Regions from separate parts of the Gossypium hirsutum genome. Here region 2 is linked to region 1. Evidence: chromatin contacts called from public Hi-C data. All regions are on one chromosome and are shown on one strand. Each heading gives the region's core, a stretch centred on a gene start, on an enhancer-like site or on the middle of the called end of the contact. The rest is flanking DNA. Distances are from core to core; before and after follow the strand shown. Region 1 holds the start of LOC107887157 (protein KINESIN LIGHT CHAIN-RELATED 3). Region 2 holds the start of LOC107887116 (transcription factor MYB124).

Region 1 (4,021 bases), core at 1,439-3,938:
GGCACTGCCGAAGGAGTTGTAAGATTCTGAATAATTCCCCAACATGTAGTACATAACTCCCATCTGAGCTTCAATTCCAGCTACTGTGCTTTGCTGACCAGGGACATCATTGTATATTTTTAAGGCCTTCTGCAGCAACTTGATTGCCTGATCAAGATCATTCATTGATTCATAGATGGCAGAAACATCAGTGAGGCCAGCGGCAATCTCCTCCGGGGGAATCCCTGGCATGGGCTTTTCATAGATTCGAAGGGCATTCTCGCAGTATGATGTTGATTCCCTTAATTTCCCTGTCCTGTAATACAAATCAGCCAACCGGACAAAGACTGACCCAATCGCTGGATGATTCTCTCCTTTAGTTGTCTTAAAAGCTGTAAGTGCTTTCTGATAGGCAAAAACAGCTTCATCATATCGAGACAAAGATAAGTATGCATCTCCAATACTGCAATCAACAGAAGCCACCTCTGCCTCCTGGCTATTTGCCACCATGGCCATACGGGCTAAAACAAGATGCTCCAAAGCAGCTTCGTGGTCTCCCTTTGTTTCACATATGAGACCCATGAGCCTCCTATCTGCTGCCTCTTCAAGAGAAGCCGGCGTACCGTTCTCTCTGTGAATGTCAAGAGCCATTTGGCATAGCCTCTGAGCTTCATCAAATTGCAATGCCTGCATATGAGCTTCAGCCAAATACCGGCATGTCTCGCCAACTCTAGGATCTGTTTCTCCAAGAACTCGTTGCTGGACTTCAAAACCAGTGCTGTAACAGGTTATTGAGTTCTCAAGCTGTCCTAGCATGGCATAAGTGTCACCCAACTGCATATGACCAGCAAACTTAGCCAGGGCATGCTCTTGGCCTTCCTCAATCACTGGAATCTCAATTGATTGTTCAAGAAGAGGAATTGCCTCATTGTACTGGCCTAGGCTGCAATATATAGCTGCAGTGACATGTAAACACATGACCAATTCTAAATTGGGTTTTCCACTGCTACAAAGTTCATACGATTTGGCTGCTCGAAGTGCTAGTTCAAGAGCTTTCTGGGGATTGTCTCCTGCAGACACCAAATCCCTAGCTTGTTTGAGTAGAAACGGCCCAAGATCAGGATTACCTAACCCCGACTCGGAAGCATCCTCGGTTCCATTTTGTAGCTTTGATCCTTTCCCTTTCTTCATGGGTAAGACTCCCGTGTTTGGTTTCTTCAGAGTCTTAACTTTCCCCTTATTGATGGGAGGTTTCTCAGGTGGAGTTTTCCCCTTAACATTGGGTTTTGTTGATTCTTCAGAGTCCAGTTGTGTCCGAGACACTTTCTTCACATCACCTGAAGAAATGGATTTTACACCTGTGGGTCGGGGCTTGTCCAACAGCCCCGACTTCTTACCATTCGATGAGCTTCCCTTCTTAGAAGATGAATTACTACGACTATCATCTTCTGGTTTATCCACCTCCTGTTCCTCCCCTTTCATTATCTCAACTTCTGTACTCTCTCCTCCAGCAAGATGGTGCAATTCCGAATCAATCCTCGACTCTTCACCATATGATCCAAAGCTCTGCCTCGAAGGTGACTGATCAGAACTCTGCATATCACATACATTCTCATAAAGCTGCTCAATGGAGGTCTCAACCTGAACCATCCTATCACCACGAGGGCTTTGCGGACTTGGTGTTCTCTTGGAAACCGAATTTTCCTTAACACGTGCAGAAGTCCCTTTCATTTCATTCAACACACCCTCTTCTTTAATTTCATCGATGAGAACACCTGGCATCAGTATGTGCCAAAACCCACAAATATCCTAAACTTATCACCACCAAATTGGTTTCCAATTCAATTCAATTAAATTGGTTCCCAATTCAATCCTATCTTATCCTATCAAACAATTGAAACGCCAGATCCAAGCAAGAGAAAGCATAAATTTTGTAACACACCCAATTTTATAGCAACCTATAAAAAAAAAAAACACCACCACCATAAGTTAAACCTTTTAGCTCATCATAACAATTTCTCCCACATATTCATTAAACTCATCAATCAGATCTTCCATGATTAAATCCGCTCAAATATTCATTAACTCATCATCAACAAAAATAAAGAAAGATAATCATAAGAAACCAACATAAATAAACAACAATCATTTAACCCCCAACTAATATCACAAATTATAAATAAAATGAAAAAGAAAAAAGAGCAAAGCCATTAGAATACCTCAATAAAACAGTCATGAAACAAACAAGGTGACATCTTTTCTGGGTTTCTCATAAAAACGACAAATGTCAGGAGACCGACAAAAAATTGGATTTATACACACAGGAAGAAGAAAAAAAACCTTTTGGATGCTTGGAAAAAAATAAATAAATAAAGCCGGAGAGTTGGGAGGGACACAGAAGAGGGAAATCCAGGGAAAGTTAAAAAGGAAATGAAGGTGTAAAAGGCTATAAAAAAATGTGGGTGGTAATTAATTGTGATAAAAAAAAAAAACAAATGGCTAATTATATATGCATAGGCAAAGTGGCAGGGGTTAGATAGAATGTCAGATTGGAAAGGGAGTGACTTCTCCCCAAACCCAAAGCCCTGCGCGGCCTGCAACCGCAACCTGAACTGTCAAACTGTATATGTTTTTTTTCATGGGATCTTTCCACGTGGCAAGTTGTTAATGGTCAGTGGACTTTTCAGTTGCCCAACAATGGGGTTCGGACAGGTTGGGATTATGAAATTTGAGAGCCTGTTTTGACTTTGTATTGTGGTTTTATGTCTTTTTTTTTCCTTTCATACGGACAAACTGTCACAATCCTCTTCAAGTTTACTTCCCTTCTCTTTCACTTCAAAATCTGCAGTATCTCAATTAGTCACCCTCTTCTTTGGTGAAGCAAACCCCTCTTTCTCTCGAGATCAAACACTGTGGCACCAACTTTAAATAACATATTGGGTACTTTCTAGGAATTATGTACCTTTAGTAAAAATAGTTTGAGGTCATAGATTAGGGAAGATGTATGGATTTGTCGGTGGAGAGTTGAGGGGTTTTTATAATTAAAAGCTTCTATTGGATTACAAATAAAACTAACCCTATCTTTGGAAATGATTAAACGTTTTGTAAAGAAAAAGAAACCAACCTCTTTAATTGTATTTGTACCCCCCCCCAAGATAACAATTTGCTTTTTTATTTATTTATTCTGCTTTCTTTTTACTCGCATTTCATTTTATTTTTGTTACTTTTACAAAATTTAAAATTTAGTCACTAAATTTTTATTTTTAAGATTTTAAAATACAGATTCAATTCTTAACATTTTTATTTTAAAATTTTTTGGTGTGATTTTTAAAGAAAAAAACTCAATTAAAAAAAATATGATGTACCAATGAGTGTTATGTGCAATGGTAAGATACATAGCACTTCCAGGGGCGAAGCCAGAAAAAAATTTTTGGGGGGGGGCCGAAGGAAATTTTAATTTTTTATAGTCTATATATTTATAATTTTTAAATGATTAAATTGAATTTTTATAATTTTAGGTGGGCCAAAGTACAATTTTACTTTTACTAATTTAAAATTTTAAAAAAATCTAAAGGGCCTAAATGAAAATTTCCCATTTGAGAGGGGGCCGGGGCCCATGCCTGCCCTCCCTGGTTTCGCCCCTGAGCACTTCTAAGGTAAAATGTAGTTTCGAACCTTAGACATAATATTATTGGAAGTGACAATTACAAAACTTAAACATAGAGACTAAACAATGGATATGAAGAATACAAAATTTATAATTAGCTCAAATATAAAAATGAATAATAAAAAAAATTAACTTAAATTTAATAATTTTAACAATTACATTTAAATTTAAAAAGCTAAGAAATAGAACCAAATTTTTTTTTAAAAAAAAACCTAATTCTAAATTTTAGTTGCTTACGAGATATTTAAATTAATTTACCTTCGTGATTTCATTCGATGCATATTAGTTAAAATCTTTATTGATCTCTTTAGATTGTGGTTGCCAGATGACGTGGTCAATCGTATCATTAGTATTCATCTTCCTTCCGAGTTTGCT
Region 2 (3,986 bases), core at 97-2,596, 620 kb after region 1:
TCAAAACCTACTGTACCAGTAACATGCAATAGCCTGATACAACTGATCAATGAAAGTAACATTTCCTCCAAATAAATCATCAGAAGATAAGTTCTTGAAAAATTCATTTCAAGTTTTATTAAAGTAACACTGACCCCATTTAACTTGAATGGAAATGGAGGTTTTAAACTTATTTAATTACCTCACATAAAAGCATATCTTCCTCTGGTGACCATCCTCCTTTCTTGAAATCAGAATTCAAGTATGTGTACCATCTGTGTGTTTGTTGTGACAAAAAAAGACATTAGATTAAAAAGTCAAACAAGACTGAAAGTGATCAAACTTTTGGACTCATCATGGTTTCACCAACCTTCTTCTGCACTGCCTTGTGGTTTTATCCTTGAATTTAGAGGCAATGATCGCCCAGCTGCACTCAAACATTTAAACCAACACAAATCCATTCAATTTCATCCATCATTAAAAAATAACAAACAAACCCTTCAAATGAACGAATGAATGAATAAAAGGCTCACTTTTGAGTTCCATGTAAACTGATTTGTTCTCGAAGTATATCATCTTCCTGCAAACACCCCCCCCCAATATCAAATTAATAAGAACCCCCCAAAACAAAGAATCAATCAATCAAATAATAAACAAAACAGAGGGAACCAAAGAAGAAAATTATTTTAAAAAAGAAAAGAAAACCTCTTGAGCCCACGTCACTATGTGACGCTCCTTCTTCTTGGAATCTTCATTGCCACCATTCTTGTTCTTTGTTTCCTGCATATTCTTTTTCTTCTTTACTCTAATCTCTGTCGCTCTTAGTTGCTGGCCTTCCTTGACGCTCCCTTCCCTTTTATTAAAACCCAAGTGGCATCCTCAAAAAGCCAACCCTTTATTATAAAAAAAAAACCATGAAAAAGGGAACCAATGCTTCCACTTCCCTCTCTTTTATCTTTTTTACTACAAAACTCACTGTTGGGTTCAAACGGAATCCTTATTACTCTCAATAACTCTATGCTTTGTTTCCCCCTTCTACTCCGTTATTCCTCGGATGCTAACCCTTTCTTTTTCCTGTTTATACTTAGAAAATAGAATCACAACGTCTCCACCAATTATATGGTCAATAAAAGCTTGAGCTTTGTGATTCAAATGTACATGTATATACGTAGAATCGAAAAGGGTAGATCTATAATGGATAAAAAGAATTAAAACTTTAAAGAGAAGGGAAATGGAAGAGTGATGGAATGATGAATCTGAAAGAATATATATTTTGGGCTTTTTTCTTTCAAATAAAGAAAGAAACTTTTTGGAAAAATACTCTCTTTCTTGCAAGGGGTTTTTTAGGATTTATTTTGTTGATTTCAAAGAATGGAAAATAAGAGCTAAAAAATATTAATTTAAATCAACGGATTCTTGCTTTAGTGCGCGGGTATGAAGAAGAGTTTGAAAATATTAAAAGAAAAAGAAAATTAAATAAATAAATAAATAACGCCGAATTTCATGACGCTGTTGTGTTGTGTCTTCAATGAATGCCCTGGACACTTACCCCACTCAGCTCCTAAAGCAAACCCTATTTTTACTATTTTCTTATTTTTATAAATTTAATAATTTATCCATTTTCTTTTCTTTTTTTTCCCTGAACTATAATGATTTTAGCGGACATAAAAACTGATGAACCTTCGTATTTCTTCACATCACAGCTCTTCTTCTTTTTTATATATATATTTTCCATTTAAATCTATCGGTTTTCTTATTTTGGAGGGTGAATTTTAGTTTTCAAAATTCAAAACAAGCCCCAGGCGCAACATATTCACGTGAGAGAAACGCGTGTGTTGATTGGATGTAATGCCTGTGTATCAGTCAACGTTGATGGTTTTCATTGGGCAGTGCAACCCACGTGAATTGCTTGCATCATTGGAATTGGGGCTTTTTATTATTGTTTTTGGCTTAATTTTCTGACGCAACAAGTTCTTTTTTATGGCATTTTGTTAGTGTTATTTTTTGTTCTTAAAAATGGGATGCTTTTGCTTTCGTATTCATTCGGATTTTCTCACTTTCCATTTGTTTGGTTGTTTGTTCATGTGAAGCTTATGAATTCCATTTAGATTTTTAGAGGGAAAAATACCAAATCAAAATAGGAAACTTCTCTTTTGGTTATTGGTTTGGATATTTAATGATCCAACACAAACATTGTTTGTCTTTTCTAAAGAAGAAAATGACAATATATATTCCAAATTCAACATTTTTACCTTGAATATTCTATTATTATTTTATTTATTACAAATACCAACTTTAAATTTTTTAACTCATGATTTTGGACATCTTAATGCATTTATATCACTTTTTAAAAAAAATTAGTTTTACATTCTTTCGTAATTTTTTTTATATTTTAACAATTCAATTATCATCTTTTATTAAAGCGGGCAAAACAGACCTGAGCCCAAAAATTCACCTATGCCAATTCAAGCTTATAACGATTAGAATTCGAGGAAATCCAAATCCGAGATAGATCCAACCTAAAACTCGAATTTATGAAAATATATATTTTAAATATTATATAAATATAATTATATTAAAATTTTATAAATAATAACACTAAATTATAAATTAAAATAAATTTTGAAAACATTAATTATGGATATACAATAATTTTTAATGCAATTATTATATGTGTATAATAAATACTCAAAGTTAGTAATTATATAAAAATATGATGATATAATAAATTAATTTAATGTTATGAAAATCAAATTAAGCCTAAACAAACTCACCTACTGAATTTCTTAAACTTTTAGTTAATGAAAATCCATATTATATGTACTTGTTGTACCCATAATAGTTTGAAAAATGAACCCAAAAAAAATCTCTTAAATTAAAATTTCTTGTTAATTTGAGAGATTTTGATGAATACCAACTTGAATTCAAAAACTAATCAAATAATATCACCTTTGGTTTCATTTTTGGTAGGTTCCAAAAGGGAAAGGATTGTATGAAACAGTGACACCACGTCATCTGTATCTCTTTCTAATAGTTTATGCCACATCAGTACTCTTATCCTGAATTTCAGGATTTTATCCTGAAAAAAATCAAATCCAGATTAAAATACTAAAATTCAGGATAAAATCCTGAAATTCAGGATAAGAATACTGATGTGGCATAAAACTATTGGAAAGGGATATAGATGACGTGGCGTCATTGTTTCATACAATCCTTTCTCGGTTCCAAAAATTGTATACTAAGGGTGGGTTTGGGGCAGCGGTGCGTTTAGTTTACTTTTTGTCTCACGCTATAGTATCACTACAGTATCTAATCTCACCGCCACCATTATTTTTACACTAACCGCAGGTAAACGCACCGTCCATCCAAACTCACTCTAAGACAAAATGGGTATATAAGGGCACATGACACGTACAAAATTTAGATATATTTTATTTATATTTTACAATTTTTATAGTTTGTTAGTATTTTTTTATTAATGATCAATTATTATTATTATTATTATATTTTTTATAACAATTTATAATTTTTATAATATTTTGAATTACATCTAAAAAGAAGGAAATAAATAGGTGTCTAGATTCAAATAAACTTAAGTTTATTTGTCTAGGTTCTAACTAGATATACATTTTTAGTATATTTTTATAACTTTTAGGATTTTAGGTTTTTTTAACCGCGTAGTCAAATTGATCAATGACGATTTCTATTAACAAAAGGGTCTAGTTGAATTTTTTTGTCATTGAGGACTCAATTGAGTGCATGTTAACAGCTTAATTGATTTATTTTTATTTTTTTACCGTTAAGCCTAAATATAATAAATATTTTTCAATATTCAAGATGTAATAATAACTATAATTATTCAAATGTAAATTTAATAATAAAATAAATAATAAAAAACCTTTTTTTTTCTTTTTCCAAACTTGAGATAATAATTCAAATAATAAAATTTTATATGGATACCATATAATAATAAAAATTACCTACAATAAAAATAAACAAAAAAAAAT

What was found. Hi-C and Micro-C count contacts between places; a contact is called where the count stands out from the background.
Region 2: a contact with region 1 is called in a Hi-C map of hypocotyl, with 3 times the contacts expected there. The contact joins the promoter of LOC107887116 here to the promoter of LOC107887157 in region 1. A contact is called at or near these places in 7 of 34 Hi-C or Micro-C datasets (callus, fibers, hypocotyl and 1 more).

The regions. Positions count from the first base shown.
Region 1 is chrA03:56,721,178-56,725,198 of Gossypium_hirsutum_v2.1, forward strand. It overlaps LOC107887157 (protein KINESIN LIGHT CHAIN-RELATED 3), which reads right to left and starts at 2,689. Exons shown (of 3, transcript XM_016811311.2): 1 at 2,199-2,689; 2 at 1-1,937. The coding sequence starts at 1,761.
Region 2 is chrA03:57,341,988-57,345,973 of Gossypium_hirsutum_v2.1, forward strand. LOC107887116 (transcription factor MYB124) reads right to left here and starts at 1,347. Exons shown (of 12, transcript XM_041096261.1): 1 at 685-1,347; 2 at 513-559; 3 at 350-406; 4 at 182-254. The coding sequence starts at 765.